2 separate regions of the Xenopus tropicalis genome follow, and region 1 is linked to region 2. A link is a contact called in public Hi-C data. All regions are on one chromosome and are shown on one strand. The core of a region is the stretch at or near the end of the contact, and the rest is flanking DNA. Distances in the headings are between cores, read along the strand shown.

The links. Hi-C and Micro-C count contacts between places; a contact is called where the count stands out from the background.
Region 1: a contact with region 2 is called in a Hi-C map of gastrula embryo, with 1.6 times the contacts expected there. The contact joins the enhancer-like site here to the promoter of runx1t1 in region 2. A contact is called at or near these places in 2 of 5 Hi-C or Micro-C datasets (gastrula embryo and neurula embryo).

What each region holds. Positions count from the first base shown.
Region 1 is chr6:127,127,889-127,131,134 of UCB_Xtro_10.0, forward strand. No RefSeq gene overlaps it. Among named protein-coding and RNA genes, the nearest start is that of runx1t1, 40 kb to the left of the region's middle. Within about 2 kb of position 1,598, at least 3 of the 11 cell types and tissues checked have an H3K27ac peak or open chromatin away from gene starts, as enhancers often do. A contact at or near this core is called in gastrula embryo, where this site is marked.
Region 2 is chr6:127,088,019-127,091,288 of UCB_Xtro_10.0, forward strand. It overlaps runx1t1 (protein CBFA2T1), which reads right to left and starts at 1,629. Exons shown (of 11, transcript XM_002934415.5): 1 at 979-1,629. The coding sequence starts at 1,006.

The DNA.
Region 1 (3,246 bases), core at 348-2,847, 40 kb after region 2:
GTCATTCAGGATGGCACCATACTTGGCACCATACTTGGGCCAATAAACTGCCAACTTGGTCTGGAAGCCTTTACTCTTAAATAGCAGCTGCAGTTTGCACAGAAACCGTCTTAGCCTGTCCGGTCTATAAAGGCCATCAAACAGGTACAGACTGAGATTCAAATTAAATCTATCAGGTACACAGAGGCCCAAACAGCCCCCCACAGGCCCAATAAATAGTGACTTTCTATAGCATCTTACAGCAGCCCCTCTGGCATTTGCCAGAAACCAATTGCCACATTGCCAGTGCAGGCCTGCCTATAAAGCAACACACTGGAGGGCCACATTATACCTTGGTCTAAGTTGTTTTATTGAGATGCCAAAGACATGTTTCAGGTCACTTGTGATTGTGACTAGAGTGGCCACTGTATTATTATCTTGCTTCCCTATTAATAACAATATCTCAAGCATTATTTTTTCCACCCAAGCTGGTAAAATATCAATCTGATGGCCCTTAATGTGAATGAATGGCTATTACACCAATATGTTCCTAATGTATAAGGGACATATTTTTAGCCTGAAAAAAGTATGACAGAAAATAATGTTAATGTTTAAAACATGAATACAAATCAAAAGGGCTAATTTATCAACAAGCGCATTGTTCACAGTGCAATTTTGGAAGCTGCATTTCTTTCCATAATTTCAGTAAGATGCAGCTGTGCTCGGAGTTGCTTCTGCCACAATGGCGCCGATATGTCAAAACAGACACAATTGTGCTTGTGTTTTGATGCAAATCTAGCATTTTCAGAGTGGGGGTTGTGTCATTGCCAAAGTGTGCATTTTAAACGCCGTTAGCATCAGGCCACAAATCTGGTGCACATAATTAGGCAACCTGCTTAGGGGACCCTGGGGCTACCAGTGTGACCGTAGGTCCGAGGTTCCGCGGCATCAGTGGGTACAGTTGCACGCTATTCATGGACTTATTGGCATAGTGAGCATGACAGGAGCAGCATTAATTTGACAGGCCCCTCCCAACAACCACAAGCTCCTCCCCCTTTATTAAGATACTATACTATACTAAACAAAACACTTTTGTTCAGTAACAATTACGTTTATATAATATAATTAATATAATTAACTTCCTTGTAAGCTTTGACAGACACTGAAGGCAGCAAACCATTTTAACTAAGAGTGAGGGTCCCGTCTGTTGTACCTCCTAGGTGAGGTTTCCTCTATAACTCACGCTTCTTCCGCCAGGGCCATTCCATCACTTTGGCTCCTGGCCTATCTCTTGTTATGCCCTACACTTCATACCACTATTAGTGAAAAGCAAATCTGTCCTGTTTCGCTTCGCCAAAAAATTTGTGAAACCGTGAAAAAATTGCAAAATGCGACTTCATATTAGTAACACCCCCAACTCGGCTAACCCTTTGCTCTCTAACTATTCAAGGTAAAAGAAAACGCTTCCCCTTTACTTCCTTCCTTCTTTAACCCCTCATGTCTCCACCCTTCCTGACAGGCAACCCAACAAACTACAACCCCCATAATTCCAAACACACTGCTCTGATTCCCACCTTCCTTGCCCTGTCCTGGCCCTGCCATTCCCCAGTTCCTGGCTCCCCCCCCCCCCAGGCATTCTGGAGTGAATCAATATGTACTCCCTAGCACTTGAGTTTGTGCATTTGTAAATGATGCCTTAAGGAATTTGTTCCCAGAATCCCTCTGCCTTATTTGCATACGTATGAGGCGGTCTCCTCAACCCTGTTAGCTTGTTCGTAAATGATGCCTAAAACCGTGGTTATGAAAAAGGGTGTCATTTACTGGCGATGGTATCCCTTTAAATAAAACAAAGTTTTGAATTGGTTAGAAGTTGTTGCACAGCACGGCTTACTAAATACTTACCGCATTCATACTGCTTGTTTAGGCACTAGGAATTAAAGAAATGAAATAAAAAGCCGTGTAATTGTATCTCCGAAAACAATACAGACTAAATTTGTGCAAAGTGCTGCAACGCAGAACACAACAAACGAGATTGTACTCCTCCTCATTTAGCCATGGGTGGCCCGGGTTTTATCAGTTTGTAGTGTGGCATTTCTGTCTCCATTCAACACTTTCCTTTTGTCATTCGGCTCCATAATCACCTTTCTTTGTCAGATAATCACACATAATTAACTTTCCAACTGCTTTTGTCCTTTTAGATTGTTAATTACCTGTCTGTAGATCTCATATCTCCACGGCTTCAAGAGAGGGGGGGGGAAAAAGGGGGAAGAAAGAAGAGGATGATAATCTGCACAATTTAAATTCAATCAAGACAGTAACTGATTACGACTGTCAATTGTTTTAATCACATTACACATTTTTTACACCAGAAAGCGATAATGTGCAAGAAAGTGCAGGTAAAAAGGGATTTATTTGGATACATTACATAGATGGGACCCCAGTTTTACAAATTCATTTCAGAGTTTAGAAATTGCTCAAACTGTAGTCCCCCCCCCCCACCAGCCATTGTGTAGCAGCAGTTTCAGGAATCTTCTGAGCCGCTGGATGCTGGGAGTTGCATATCTGGAACACTTGTAACCTGGGGTCTTCTGGATAACCATACCTTAGGGTACTGGATAGGGACCATGGGGCCAAGAGTTCTTTGCCATCAGTATGCATTTAGGATAGTATAAGATACTAAAGGTGCCCACTGGCAGATCCGCTCACTTGGCAGATCTTTTCCCGATATCCCCCACCTATGGGTCGGCGATATTGGGAGAATCCAGGGTAATTCGATTGTTTGGTTTGGCCCTGGGGCATAGGCAAAGTCGGTCCGGGGACAGCATCAAAGAGCTGATGTGGTCCCCGATCCGACTAGATTTTCTAACCTGCCCGATCGAGATCTGGCCGATTTCAGGCCAGATATCGCCCATACACGGGTCGCGGGTAGCGCCCATACACGGGTCGATAAGCTGCCGAATCAGTCCAAGGGACTGATATCGGCAGCTACTATCGGCCTGTGTATGGGGACCTTAAGGCTTATCTATGAAGTGTGGCTAACAATGGCGTAAATCTGTGAGCCCCCCCCCCCGGTGTGCTTAGTAGCCCCTACTCAAAGCTGAAAATGAACCCAGGACCCCAGTGCAGCAAGGCAGAAGTGCTTAACCAAACATTGCACCTTTTTTACAATATTTTCAGTTTGCCCAGGTCTAGTAGCCCATAACCACCAATCAGGGGCCATTTATTTGGAGCCCAGGACTAGTGCCTTCTCTGTCCTGCCCATAAATG
Region 2 (3,270 bases), core at 379-2,878:
ACATTTTTTAACATTTATTAACATTTTCAATTGTCTTTGGTTTGTTGGTTTTAACTTTATATGAGTGACCCTCAAAAGAGGCAGTAAATCCCCACTCGGTAAAGACAGTATCGCTGTCTGCGTTTGTGCAGAAATACAGACACAGTTATTGGATTTACTGAGATAAAACAAATGGAGGAAAGTTTCTGCTCACTGGGAAATATTCTGCTCTGCTCTGTAGGTATCTGTGTAGCGCTGATTTGCACCGACAGTTTGTCTTTGTAACTACGAACCAGTAGCGCACAGATGCAGCGTGTAGGGCTGACTGGGTGCCCAGCGCTACGGGCTGGCATATTGGGCACCCTGGCATAATCTCATGTCCTGCTACTTCTTCAGCATCAACAACAACAACAACACAAAAATAAGTCGTGCAGTTCTCACTATTACACAACCACTACAGTGCAACCATTTTGAAAGCAGCAACCGCAGGAGCTCGCAATCTATTGCCTGCAGACGACTCTACTGCCCATAAATCGCAGAAAATCTCGAATGGAGAGAAAACACATGGTGATTTATAACTGCCCCCCCCCCCAAACAAAACAGCCACTTTATACTTTGCTTCTCAAAATATGAATCCTACATTAGCTAAAACATTACAGAAAATAACATTTTGCAGAGACTGGAAGGTGGAAAAGCATATATACTATCACAAATGCAGCCACTGCGACAATGTGCTCGTTTTTATTGCATTTGAAACACTTGTTATGGCTCTTGAGCTGCTTTCCTCCTTATGGTAGCCAAGTAGGATGGTTGTGAGCAAACTTAGTCAACTCAAAGGCAAGTCAAATCCATTTCAAAGTGGGGTTCCTTACTGGTCCTCCAGCTGCTGCCACCCCAACCCCCCCCCCCACCCAATACCTTCCAACAGCTGGAGGAGCTTTGGCTGGACCCCCCCATTGCGCTTCACCTGAGCAAGAGGCAAGGGATGAAGGTACTTACACTGGAAGGTGCTTGAGATTCCCACCATTCGCCACAGGCTTGTAGCTGCAAAATATACAAAGTTCCTGTCCTCTGAGAAGCGACTCTGCAGCAAGACGCAGGGAGGAGAAGTAGGAGGGCAAGTTTGGATAAAAAAACAAATTCCCAAAGTGCTTGGAGAAGAGGAGGAATGCAGGGAAGTCCAGATGATCCACGTCCAGAGAAGTCCAAACTAAGTGAGCAACTCCAGCTGCCCCACAGCTCATAGAAAGGAGTAGGGGGGAGGCAGGCAGAGAAAACCCACCCAGTCTCCAAGCTGAGCTGTAACTGTGCCAGCACCCTGACAGGATCCTGGTGTTGCAGACAGGAGCAGGCTGGGTGTTGGGTGGGTGTGTGGGGGGGTGTCAGGAGTCAGGGCTGGTGGTGGTCTGCAGAGAGGCGACACATCGCTTTGAAGCAGAGTGTGGGGCTGTCATGGAGGAGGACGGAGCCTGATGCGATCTGTGCTGAGTTCCACCATAAGGCTGCGATCTCTTTGCTTCTCCCCCCCTTTCCTCCTCCTCTCGCTGCTTTCCCCTCCCCTCTCTCTCTCTCTCCTTCTGTTTATTTCTCTTTGCCCTGCTGCAGTCGCTCTCTGTCTCCCTCAGTAGCCGAGCAGCTCTCTGGCAGCAGACAGGCCGGCTCAGCTGCCCAGGTGCGGGGTGGGAGGGGCTACCGGCGGTGGGAGGGGCTGCCGGCGGTGGGAGGTGATGGAGGTACCAGACATCTGTGTCGTGAGGAGGTCAGGGGGGGTCAAGTCCTGGGAACAATGGGAGGCTCTTGGGCACCTTGCCCGCTGCTTTCTACTCTGCTCTCACTTATTTGGTGCCTCCGATGCGCTGGGCAAGTAACGTGGCTGTGGCTAAGCTGCCTGCCCTGCAGTAACCCAAGCACTTTCCCCGCCATCTGCTCTCACAGCCCCGGTGCTGCTCTGCCTCCAGCCTCCCTCTCTCGCCTAATCCCCTTCTGTCAGATGCTTTCTTTACTGTGTTTGTTTTTCCATTAGATAATGGCCACAGAGGAACAAAGATCTCCCCTTTGCTAGCCACCTAGGGCTACCTGCCCACTGCATGGGTGCCAGCTGTCACTGGGGTGAGTGGTCTCAACATGGATTTCAGTGTCTGTCCCAATAATTTGTTATCTCTATTTCCTTGTTTTCTATGAACAAACTGAATCAAACATGGCTAGATATGCTGAGCCTTGTGTCTTGAGGTATTGGGGGCCACAGGGGCTTCTGGGTCTTATCACTGGCAGATATGCTGAACATGAATAATTCAGATTCACATTACATGCAACATATAAACCAATGCAGCCTGCATCAGAATAGGTTAACAACCAGCCCCATAACAGTGGCTACTAATGTAAACTTGCTTTCTGCTAGGGGTGTTGACTTCTAAACTGAGCTTCTCAGCAGCAGCCCAGATCACACGGAGCATGTGCAGTGCCACTGACACACAAAGGGTGGCCTAGCAAGATCCAAGATAGGGATCTTTGTTTGTTAGGGTGTATTTTTTGACTGCATTTATATTTCTGCCATCTCTCCACATTAAAAATGTTTTTGGAACGTAGCTTTCAAAAGAAGTGCACCTTGGATGCAATTGTGTCTCAACCATTTCTCTTTGTAGATTGTAAGCTCTTTTGAGCAGGGCACTCTTCACCTCTTGTATCGGTTATTGGTTATTGTACAGTGCTGCGGAATATGTTGGCGCTTTATAAATAAATGTTAATAATAATATATTATATGCATATTTGGCACCTATGTGTTTGAAGCCTTAGCTACATGGGTGTTGAACACTGTACCAGCAAGATCCCATATTCATTTTGGGCATGTAACGGGTGCTACGAGTTTTCACGGCCTGGTGTGGGATCCATGTTCTACTTTGCCAGTATCTCTGATGTAAATACTGGCCACCTATATAGCTATATATATATTTGTTATATGTAGCTTTATATAAATGGGGTGTGTAGGAATGCATTACAAATACTAAGTGCATGTAGAAACGTTTCAAATAAAAAAGGTCAAACAACCTGAAATGTATGGTATAAAACAGCACAGAACATATAGACTACCCCCAATAACAATTGCTCAATAGCAGTTGTACTAATTCTGGATTCTTCCCATTAATTCACTTTACCTTTTAGCCTGACATTTCCTGAGCTCTGTATTTAAGCTACATTCGTCTCCGTTGCACACTGGGCGATTAACCCCTTTCTGTTAGAGGCATCATCTGTTCCTTAGTGCTTTTCGCTTATGCGCACATCTGAACAGAACAA